3 separate regions of the Gossypium hirsutum genome follow, and all the other regions are linked to region 2. The links are chromatin contacts, called in public Hi-C maps. All regions are on one chromosome and are shown on one strand. The core of a region is the stretch at or near the end of the contact, and the rest is flanking DNA. Distances in the headings are between cores, read along the strand shown. Region 1 holds the start of LOC107930112 (phytochrome-interacting ankyrin-repeat protein 1). Region 2 holds the start of LOC107930109 (cyclin-dependent kinase C-2). Region 3 holds the start of LOC107930114 (ATP-dependent Clp protease proteolytic subunit 4, chloroplastic).

Region 1 (3,626 bases), core at 458-2,957, 270 kb before region 2:
ATATTGGCTAAAATATTGATATTTTAACAATTTTGGCATGACAATTGCATGGCAGTCCATGTGTATTTAACATTGACATGATACTATTTGTTTTAAATGTCATGTTCACAAAAACATTAGAAATTAAAAAATATAAAAATTTTATAAAAAAATCAAATAAATTAGGAACATGTGGATTGCCATAAGGGTTGCCATGTTTGAAAATTCAATGTTTTAGTCGGTATTTTCGTTTAAAAAAATAAAAACTCGATTCCTTTTTAAAGCTTAATGGTTAAACTCGACTCTTTTAAAAATATTTAGGACCATATTTAGTCAAAAAAAATAGAAAGGGCCAAATTGACAAAAGATGCAAACATTGAAGGTTAAATTTGATGTTATACCTAAATTTTAGGGTAAACTATAAAAATAGTTAGTCAACTATTAGCATGTTTCTATTTTGTCCACTTTATAAAAAATAAAAAAAATCATTTAAAAAATCATTTATGATAAAATACATAAGATTTTATAAAAATACATACAACATTATAATAAATGAATACCCATTTTTCTCTATTTTTGACATGAAATTTATTTATTAAAATAATATTTTCATAAATAAAATATTTTAAAAAACCTACAAATAATACTTAAATCAGATTCAAGGTTTTCCTTTTTTTTTTGAAGTTTATTTTATAAATAGTAATTTTTATTATACGACTAACATTAGTCCTTAGTCTTTCTCAAATTTGTCCTGTGCTAGGCACCGTCTTTACCCACAACCACCAGTATTAATAATATTTACTTTGAACTCCTTGATGTCCACATCTTCCATCATTATACCATCGAACTAGAAATTAGTTATTGAGATATTGACATGGCCTTTTAAATTCCACCTACTAGGTCTCTAAGACCTTATCCTCACTATATATCCCCAGTCATGCCCACCTTAAATAGAGCCTCAAATGCAACAAATCCATTTTGGGCGACAACCTAAAGACATTGGTTCTCACCATTTTTTATCTCACACTATAATTTTTAACTCAACTGGGATTGTTAATATTAAAAAAAGGGAAAATTTTGAATTTGCATAATTCTTTTTTATGGGTTTTCCCCTTTTTTTTGTGTGTAAGATTATTATTTTATTTATAAAATTATCATTATAATAAATAAAATTCATGTTAAGAAATGGAAAAAGAAAGATATCCATTTATTTATAAATATTTTTTAATAATTTTTTTATATATTTTTATAAAACTATTATGTATTTTTATTGAAAAATGAAATTTTAAATTTTTTATTTCTTTAATTTTTTCTAAATTTATATTTTTTTAAGAATTAAGACTAAATTGACAAAATGTATAAAGTTGAGCGCTAAATTTGTTGTATTTTTTTTTGTTATTAATTGTTATGCCAATAAAAAAATGTCATTGTTAAAAATTTAACGTAGGATTGAACAAAATATTAAAATTTGATAATATTAAGACTAAAATAGAAAATTTTAAACCTTGATGACGAAAATAGAAACATGATATAGTTGGTGACTATTTTTAGAGTTTATCCCGAAATTTTATTATATATTGATTTATTAAAAGAGGGGGAAACATTGTGTTGTGGTGGGCTGGGCTGGATGGGTTGCTAGGTACAGTATTAGTGATGGCCCGTTAGCCCATCGCCAAGAGAACCAAAGTTGGCGAATGCCACAAAGATATTTAGGTCTTAAATCTCACAAGCCTAGTATTGGGTAAGGTCGGGGCGTCATAATATCCTCTTTGTGGTAGCTCTCTCCTTTCCTCTCATTTCTCTTAATGTTTTCCTCTTTATTTAGGGTTTTCTTTTGATTACTCCTCTTCCCGATTTCATAAAATTTTAATATTCTCCCACTCCGAATCGATCTATGATTTGGGCAATTCCTCTGTTTTTGCTGTAAATATTATTCAAAATCAATTTCATCAATTATGTTTTTATTGCCTTCTTCGTTGATGACTTGCAACGTGATATTCCAAAACCTGCGTGTGTTCGGTCCTGGCTTGAATCCTTTTTCCCCTTTCTGCGTCGCTCATCATTCCTCTGCTTCTCGCTAATCTGTTTCCCTCTTCTCCTTGTTTTCATCTCTATCATGTAATCATTTTTCTCTTCATCTTAAGCTTTCGAGGGGATTGTTTGTTTTCCAAGAATAAAAAGAAAGGGATCTAACTCTTTGTGAAAATTTCACGTTTTTACAAAAATATCATGCGTTTCTTCGCCTAATCAATCAAATCTTGGTCTGGGGTTCTCTTTACTTTTTCCGGGTTAAAGGAAAAAAGTCTATATATCTGCAACGGTATTGGTTGGTTTTTGTTATTGCTTCGAAGAATATGACCCAAGGACAGTCTTTGCGGAGAAATTTGTCAAGAAGGCGCTCGTTTAGGTGTGGGATTGATAGGGATGATAGAGGTTGGACAATGCTCCACATCGGAGCCCGTAAAGGTGACCTCATTCAGGTTTCTTTCTTTCTTATTTACCGTTTTTACTGCTCTTTCTTTTATTGGTAGTACCCTTGAATTTTATGAATTCATGATAATTGTTGCCGGATATGATATCCACCTATTGATGATGGATCCTTAAGTTACTCAATAGTTCTAATACTTTAAACCAATATAAGAAACCAACGCTAATGTTAGATTATTACATTTACTGGAAAATGTTCTTTTACCTGGATTTATATACAGGGAGGAATAGCTTCCAATTACTTTTCCGTGATTTTTTTTCCTTTTCGGATTCCCCAAATTCCCTTGGGGAATCTCTTAACAAGTTTTACTTGCTGATTTTTTTTAGAAGCATTCCATCCCCAGGAGGAGCCGAACATGATAATTTTTCTTTATCTTGGTCAAATAAAAATAAGTTTAACCAAATGATTATAGACAGATACATATAAAATAAATCCTTATGTTTATCAGTACATGTATGAATGGTTCCATATGTAAGACCCAAATCCTTTTGAGCTTGTTGTGACTGGTATTTTTTGGTATATTATTTGTGTTTATTTGTCAAACGATTCACTGCTATAACTTCTCTTGGCCATGGACTGCTGAGCTAAAATTCCTTGAAACAGGTCAAGCAACTGCTCAACGAAGGTGTGGATGTAAATGTGGCTGCATGGGGCCCCAAATCCCAAGGTGTCACCCCACTCCATCTTGCTGCTGAGGGTGGCCACCTTGAAGTTATGGATGAACTGCTTGAACGTGGTGCTAATATTGATGCAAGAACTAAAGGTGCTTGTGGGTGTAAGTATCTTATCTCACATTTTTCTGTTCCAACTTTTGTGGATTATATAATTGAAGCAAAAATTTGTGTTTGTTGGCAACTCTATGACCTGGTAATTCCATTAATTCAAAAACTACAAGTTAATCTGGGCCATGCCAACCATCATTTGTTTTCCACATTTGAACTTTGTTAATTTGATATATATATTGTTCGACTTTAGTTTAGCTTTATATTTCTTATTAAAATATTTTTCAGTTTAAGCTTCCACGCTCATCAAACATTGTAAAGCAATAAACTTTATATTGTAGTAACTAGCAAGTAGCAACTACCCAAAAAGAAAGAACACAATGGCATCATCAGGTTTCGGCCTATGCCCAACATTGCGGTTCTATTGTTTTTGTGTC
Region 2 (3,979 bases), core at 1,011-3,510:
AGATGCAACCAACAGACCACATATCAACAGCTGGACCGTACTTGGTTGCTCCAAGAAGCAGCTCCGGAGGTCTGAGAAAATAAACAAAAATGAGAAGGAAACACAGCACTAGTATTTTTTTCATTAAATACATTTCAAGGTTGTTAGCATACGCTTTGTTATTACTCCACAAACTCGGGCTTGAAATAGCTCAGCAGCCTACCAAGGACTGAAGGATCCAATAAGGATCAGCCTAACAGGCCCAGGCCACGCAGGCCCAAAAGGAATTTTCCCTTGTGTGAACACCGTGTTCACACCTGCTAAAAGTTTTAGCATCAAGAAACTTCTACAGAAATTCTCTAGCTCAGTCAAAGAACATATGAAATATGAGGAAATTAACGGCCCTAAAAGATAGGATCTGCTCCCCGTGATGGAAATTAGGTATGGACATCTGCCCATTCGTCTTTGGGCAGAGAACAGAGACCTATAAATATGGAAAGGTACTCACTAAATAAGGTAAGCTCTCAAACCGTGCTAAATTTCTATCTCACTCAACCCTTAGTCCTTGAACGGTTGAACCTATACTGACTAAAGCATCGGAGGGTGCTCTGGAGTCCAAACTCCGATGCCCTCCTAATATCTTTTCCTGTCCTTGCAGATCGATCACCCAAATGATCCATCCATTCTCTTAGTCCTCTCACCAAAAGTTTCATCAACACAGTTCAACCCAAGAATAAAAAGACACATACCTGTACCATAAGGTAATAACACGATTTGTAAGGTTTGCATTATGATCATTTGAGAATGAACGGGCAAGACCAAAATCAGCAAGCTTGAGGTTACCCTCGTTGTCTATAAGAAGATTTGAGCCTGCATCAATGAATAAGTAGAACCTTAATTTGGATTTCATAGTCAGGGACAACATTATATTAAACAAGGGGATATCAGGTATGCAGGTAAGAACCTTTGATGTCACGGTGAAGTACTTGATTTACATGACAATAGTGAAGCCCAGTAAGAAGTTGCCTCATGTAACACTGGACGAAAGGGTAGCATGGTTAGAAGAACAAAATTATGATGATTGAATGCAGAGTGCTCTCCCTCTCTCTCTCTCTCTCTCTCTCTCTCTTCTCTATCCTTTTTGCCTATAAAATGGGTTACCTTAATTTGGGGAACTGAAAATCTCATCCCAGGTCGATCAGCAAGGCCAGTCAAATCATGGTCCATGTATTCGAAAACCATATAAATTCCACCTTTATACTTGTTACCATCTATAATGCAAAAAAGGGAAAGAGTTAAACCATAGCAAATATTAAGTGTGAGCCGATAACACCTTAATCAGGAATGGTACAACACTTGCCTGGTCTCCCCTGCTCATCCTTCTCCGGACCTACAATTAAAAATAATATAAAACCAGGAGATATGAAGGAAAGGTTAAAGGAGTAATTTTAAGAAGTAGGAGTCAAATCAATAAATGCATTAAAAGCCAAAGGGGCAATTGCAAAATGACGAGCACGTATAATTACCCGGAGAAGTAACAATCTCTTTGAGCTTAATTACATTCTCATGGTGGAGCTTCTTCAGAATTTTAATTTCACGAATAGCTGTTATGGGAAACTGTACAAGTTTGTAGAGAAAGAGCAATTTTTAGCTATGATTTCTTTGATTTATATGAAACATAAATGTATAAGGCGTGAACATACTCCTTCTCTCTCGTTGTCCATGCGTATTTTCTTCAAAGCAACAATTTCACCGGTCTTTATTTCCCTGGCCATGTAAACTTGGCTGCAAAAACATATAGTACTAGAAATTGAATTAAACTGGCAATGAATGGTTATTAAGCAAAGAGAAATTAGAACGCCCTATTTAAGAAAAATAGAGAAACAAACATAAACCCTAAATTGAAAATAAGAGGAAGGGAAAGCAGAAGAACGGACCCGTAGGTACCCTCTCCAATCTGCTCGAGCTTTTCGAAACAATCGACGCTTCTTGATCCCCAGCAGGGCGACTCGTTCAGATTAAGCTGCCCTGCCCCTGCTATCGCCATCTGATTCTTTGATTGAGAATCAATTTAGCAGCTACTTAAATAAACACACAATTCCCTGCAGTTGAACCGAAAGGCCGAATACTGACTACATCAACGGCGGCGGATTTGAACAACTCACACTAGCAGAGGTTCTCAATATACCTAATTGCATGCAAATTCCCCAATTCCACATTCCAAAGGCATTGCCCCGTTCGCCCTGTTTCCCAAACTTCAAATACTAATACGGTTTTCCTTTTTCTTATCTTGTAATATTTGCTTTGCTTATTTAAACCCAACCCAATATCACTAGGCCCAAAACTAAAGTCTAAACTTCTCTTTGAAAATACCACGTATTTTCTTAGCAAATAAAAGAAGACTCACGAACAAGTGGCGGAGCCAAGTGGGCTTGCAGGTCCCGTCCTTTTAAAATAAAAATTTTATAATTTAAATTTTTATAATTTAAAATTTTTAAATTAGTAATGAAAAAATTATAATTTGGTCTTTTTAAAAATGATAAAAATTTAATTTAATCCATTAAAAATTATAAATATATAAATTATTGAAATAATGAAATTACATAGTTACTATTATAAAAATATATAATTTAGTTCCGCACCCAAATAATTTTCTGGTTCCGCCACTATCACGAACACAATACTTACAAAAAAGGTGAAAATGGAAAATTATTTGAATGCCAATATGATATTAAAATTTTTTTAAAGACTATTTTAAAAGCATTTATAACCCTCCAAAAATAAGTATTTATAATCAACCGAATCAAAATAGTTCACAATCAATTGATAATTTCTTAATTGGTTTGGAGGTTCCTCAATACTAGAGAATCTAAAATATTTATTAAATTCTCCATTCACAGAAAAGAAAGTTATAAAAATAATGTTTGATTTGAGATGTCTTAAAGCACTTGAACCGAATGCAGGATGTAGATATTTGGTTTCAGATCCACGGCTCAACTTCCTCAACTAAAGGAATTAAATAAAATGTTCATTATGCCAATCCCATAAGGAAAATGTCTAGAAAAGGTGGGTCATTTTCGCCCAATAAGCTTGTGCAATATGGTTTATAGGGTTATTTCTAAGATTTTGATTTCGAGAATCTAGTCCATCCTTAATGAGATCATCACTTTGTTTCGAAATGCATTCATCAAAGGTAGCCAAATTAGTGATAATGTTGTTATGGCATTAGAATTGCTAAATCTTATAAAAAAGAAGAAGAAGAAGGGAAAATGGTGCATAAGTGCTCTAAAACTTGAAACGAATAAGGCGCATGATAGGTTAAATTTGAATTTTGTTTGAGCAATTCTATGTGCTATGGACTTTGATGAGAAATGGATAAATTTAATTATGCAATGCATATAGACAGTGTCTTATCATATTGTTACTAATGGGGCCCGCACAAGTTAATTTAACCTATAAGGGGCATTAAGCAAGGTGATTGTAACGACTCGATTTTTAGTGATATCAGAAATTGCAGTTTCAAAACTCCATTTCCATAAACTGAGTCCATAAATATTCAATTATGGAGATAATATAAAATATTTAATATGAATATTTATGGAGATAATATAAAATATATTAAAGATTGGTCCAGTAGTTTTTCTGAAATAATAGTTAATTAAGGCTCAGGGACTAAATTGTAAAGTTTCAATCGTTATAGATTTTTAATTGACAAAAGGTTTGAGGATTAAAATAGCAATTAGCCAAAGGTCCTAAATGACAATCGAACCATTTTTAAATAGGAGAATGTGGATGATGATGGTAAAATCAACTAAAGTTAGATTAAAGTTAGATTAAGTTAATTAAACCATGATTATGTTAATTAGATTAGTTTAATTAAACTTTAACAAAACTAAGTTAGTGGGAAAACATGTGAAATCCATCCTTCAACTTCATCTCCTTGCCATCCATGAAGAAGAAAAACCTAAGGAAGCTTAAAATCATTTGGCCATGATTTGGT
Region 3 (3,927 bases), core at 1,135-3,634, 390 kb before region 2:
TAGAGGTTGATGAATCATTATTCGTGTGTTTGGCATTGCAAAGCGCTTGCCTTTGGTGCCACCACCAAGGATTATAGAAGCTGTTGATGCTGCAATGCCGATTCCAACTGTGGAAACATCAGCCCGGACAAGCTGCACTACATCATATATGGCCATTGTAGCACTGATACAAATAGCAAAAACAGCAGATCAGCAAAAGGAAAGGATAGGCAAGCAAGGTGATACAATCAGAAATCAAATAGAAGAAGACAAAATGTTAAAATGGAACCATAACGGGGAAGTTTCTATTCTTTTGTACATCACCAATGGGAAGGAAAATAAAATTTTTTAAAGAAAAACAGAAAGAAAAAAGTAATTTAATTATTAGCCTTATTTGGATTGCACAAAGATAAAAACAGAGGAAGGTTGGGCAAGCAGTCTTACTTGGTTGAGTGGAAAGGATAGGAAATGGAAATTTATCATGTTTACTAGCAGTTATAGTCTTCATATATTTCGTGGTGTTTCTTTCTTCTTGTGTGTGCGCACACGTGCAAAGTGATTATGTCAGTACATTAGACAAATTATGAGGAACCGTTCACCAAAATCTTCCATTCCTTCCCCATCAAGTGAAACGTTTCCCTTGCAAAAGAGGGTACCCTTTGCCTCAAGCCTCAATGGAAATATAACATGTAAGATTGCATACATGTTTTCAAACGTAAATTGATGACCTAAACTGCATATAATGTCAACTGCTCTAAGCTCCTAAAGATTGAAGAATATGCACACTTCCACTTGGCCCTGCAACAACCTAAGTTATACCCAAAGATTGCATAAACAGAAGGATCTGAGCTGACTCCTAATCCAGAAAACATTTATTGGGCATAATTTTCCCATTTTAAGGAATTGAAAAAAAATAAAGCACACTAAGAAACTTGACCTTGGTCATTAGAAGAAAAAAAGAATAGATAATCACACACAATTGAACAATAAGATTGTGAACTACCACACATGCTAATTTAATGATGAAGCAAGACTCTTCATGCTTGGACGAAGCAATAAAGTTTCCATCCTCGAGCTGATGCTACAAACCAAGAGTTGTAGCTTGCTGGAAATTTATACCATAGGCTCAGCCATGACCCGATGTCCATTTTAGGCTACTTGAGTTATTTTTAGTGGTTAGACTTGCTAGCTTATCAAGCACTAAGGTTCGGAAGTATTCTATAAGTGCTTTAGAGATGCTACTCTATTAAATGGGGTTTACAAACAAGATAGATCATTAAATCATTGCTATCAGGCTTCTTCAACAAGAAATATCAGGAAACAATGATAATCCATATCCAAGGAGAATCCCACTCCCATCAAATAAAAATTGCCATTTCATTTCCAAGAACCTAAACAATGATGTGTCCTAGTTGAAGAACAAACAGAGAATTCATTATTCAGTTTGTTAGGGGAATATTAAAGCGATCAAGATTTGAGAAATGGTACCTTCAGCCAGAGTTTTTCCAATAAAGTAACTCACCCAAGTCATGACTTGTCAGTTCAAGATTCATAGAAAAATAAGTTCTATTAGTGAATTCTCCTCTCTCTTTTTTTCTTAATTATGAAAATGCCCATTGATAAAATCATCGGATATGTATTTCCAAGATTCACACGCAGACTAAAATGTTCTTTCTTTCCCAGAGAGAAAACAATTTCACGGAACAGAGCAGAAGTTGTAGCAACAATGTGTTCTCTGCATTATTATCTTTGCCTAGGGTTACAGAGCAGCAGAACAAATATAAAATCCTGGAAAAAAAAAGGGGATACCTCAAAGAACCACCAGGGGAATTAATGAAGAGTCTGATATCTTTAGTAGGGTCCTGAGCGTCCAAAAGCAGCAACTGACTTATAATGGCATCGGCCGCAAAGTCATCAATGTTGTTACCTAGAAAAACGATTCGCTCCCTGAGCAACAACCCCATAGCGTCGGCCTCGGCCCCTCGCATGGCGGTGGCGGGGCTCTGAGGGGATGAAAATTTGAGGGAATTCGCAGTAGGTTTCAGTTTGAGAGATGAGGAGAGGGGTTTGGATGTGGGTGCGGAGCACGCAAAGGAAGGGTTTGGGAAAGTAAGAGAGAGTTTATGTTTAGGTTTGAGATGAAGAGAGGGGAAGGAAGGGGTTAGAGAAGATGAGAGGGATAGTAAACCCATGGCGCTTTGTGATGTTGGTGGTGCGTCGAGAAAACTCAGTCACAGATAAGCAACTACTCCGACCGAAGCCGCCGCCCCCTTTGCCCTTCGTTCTTGATATGATATCAGGCAAATACCGTTCCAATATTGTTATCCTCTTTTTTTCACTGAAGGTTTAAATATGTGAGAGGTCTTTATACTTTTGAAAAATGTGGACATTAGTCCGTATAGTATTGAGTCTCAAATGATTTAATATTTTTTAATATTATCTGAATTTACCTAGTTACTTTAGCTGGCCTAACTAGTATAAAATAAAGTATAAATATTAAAATTGATATATAATTTTGGTTTAATTTATAATTTTATACATGAATTTTTTATTTGATTCAATTCTCATAAATTATTAACACAATTACTGATATAGCTTTATTTTATGTTTATATATATATTTCATACACAAATACTTATATTTATCCAATATAAAAATATATTGATGTATTTATTTAAATATGTATGATTGAATCAAAATCAAAGTTTCATATATACATTTGAACCACAATTAAAGTTCCACGTATATAATTGTATCAAATCAAAGTTCATATATCAAATTGCACATTAGATCAAAATTCATGTGTAACACCCCTAACTAGTTCTGATATTTGGGACCTGATATAGGACTATTACATTTGGTGCTAAAGAGATCTTGACTAAACAGTAAGTAATTTCAAACATTAACTATAGCATTTAAACTTATTTAAGTCATTAATTATTATCTTAAATGTTTGAGGTCATCATCGGTCAATCGTTGACGTTTAAAAGTGATTTAAAAATGATTTTTTTAAGAAAAATAGAGGGCAAGTATCAGTACCAAAACATAGGGTATCGATACCTTAACAAGGTATCTGTACCCTTGACCAGTGTTGATACCAAAACGGCATTTTGGAACTCAAAATTTCAAAAATTTCATGTGGGTATCGATACCTATGTCCGAGGTATCGATACCAAATTGACATTCTATTTTTGAAAAACTCAATTCCAAACACTAGGTACCGATTCCTGACCCTTGGTATCGATACTTTAAGTCAAATTTGCTCAAAAATATTTGGAAAATTTGCTAAAAAACCCTTTGCAAAGAGTTTGAACCAATCCAACACTTAAAAACCAATTCAAAGCAATTCTAAATCAACCATTCTTAACCAATAATCATACCACATATGCATACACACATTTAAACTCTTATTAATTCATTTCCAATAATGCTAAAGTACTTAATTAATTTACCCACAATAAGTAAAACTTTTAAAGTTTACAAAATAACCTCTTTTTACCAAGTTAAATACCACACCACCTAATTCAAAGCAATTCTAAATCAACCATTCTTAACCAATAATCATACCACATATGCATACACACATTTAAACTCTTATTAATTCATTTCCAATAATGCTAAAGTACTTAATTAATTTACCCACAATAAGTAAAACTTTTAAAGTTTACAAAATAACCTCTTTTTACCAAGTTAAATACCACACCACCTATGTACATGTCATTCTAAATAAAAAAATCTATACATACACTTTTCGAGCTTGGCAATGTGATGAGATGAGCAGCTGACAACCTTGACTCTAGCTCGTTAAATTTAACTATACCTATGCATTGAAATAAACACGTTAAGCCAGTGACAACTTAGTAAACACTACAAGAATAAATGAATATAACATATATTTAAAATGTTACTAATATATATTATACTTCCACATATGAATATCTTTATGAC

The links. A called contact is a pair of places that touch in the nucleus more often than the background predicts.
Region 1: a contact with region 2 is called in a Hi-C map of leaf, with 2.2 times the contacts expected there. The contact joins the promoter of LOC107930112 here to the promoter of LOC107930109 in region 2. A contact is called at or near these places in 6 of 34 Hi-C or Micro-C datasets (hypocotyl and leaf).
Region 3: a contact with region 2 is called in a Hi-C map of leaf, with 3 times the contacts expected there. The contact joins the promoter of LOC107930114 here to the promoter of LOC107930109 in region 2. A contact is called at or near these places in 3 of 34 Hi-C or Micro-C datasets (callus and leaf).

Annotation. Positions count from the first base shown.
Region 1 is chrA08:108,883,690-108,887,315 of Gossypium_hirsutum_v2.1, forward strand. It overlaps LOC107930112 (phytochrome-interacting ankyrin-repeat protein 1), which reads left to right and starts at 1,708. Exons shown (of 3, transcript XM_016861683.2): 1 at 1,708-2,459; 2 at 3,071-3,242. The coding sequence starts at 2,334.
Region 2 is chrA08:109,154,770-109,158,748 of Gossypium_hirsutum_v2.1, forward strand. It overlaps LOC107930109 (cyclin-dependent kinase C-2), which reads right to left and starts at 2,261. Exons shown (of 12, transcript XM_016861677.2): 1 at 1,917-2,261; 2 at 1,683-1,764; 3 at 1,506-1,596; 4 at 1,340-1,369; 5 at 1,141-1,250; 6 at 944-1,016; 7 at 729-849; 8 at 1-71. The coding sequence starts at 2,026.
Region 3 is chrA08:108,764,156-108,768,082 of Gossypium_hirsutum_v2.1, forward strand. LOC107930114 (ATP-dependent Clp protease proteolytic subunit 4, chloroplastic) reads right to left here and starts at 2,385. Exons shown (of 2, transcript XM_016861685.2): 1 at 1,789-2,385; 2 at 1-163. The coding sequence starts at 2,171.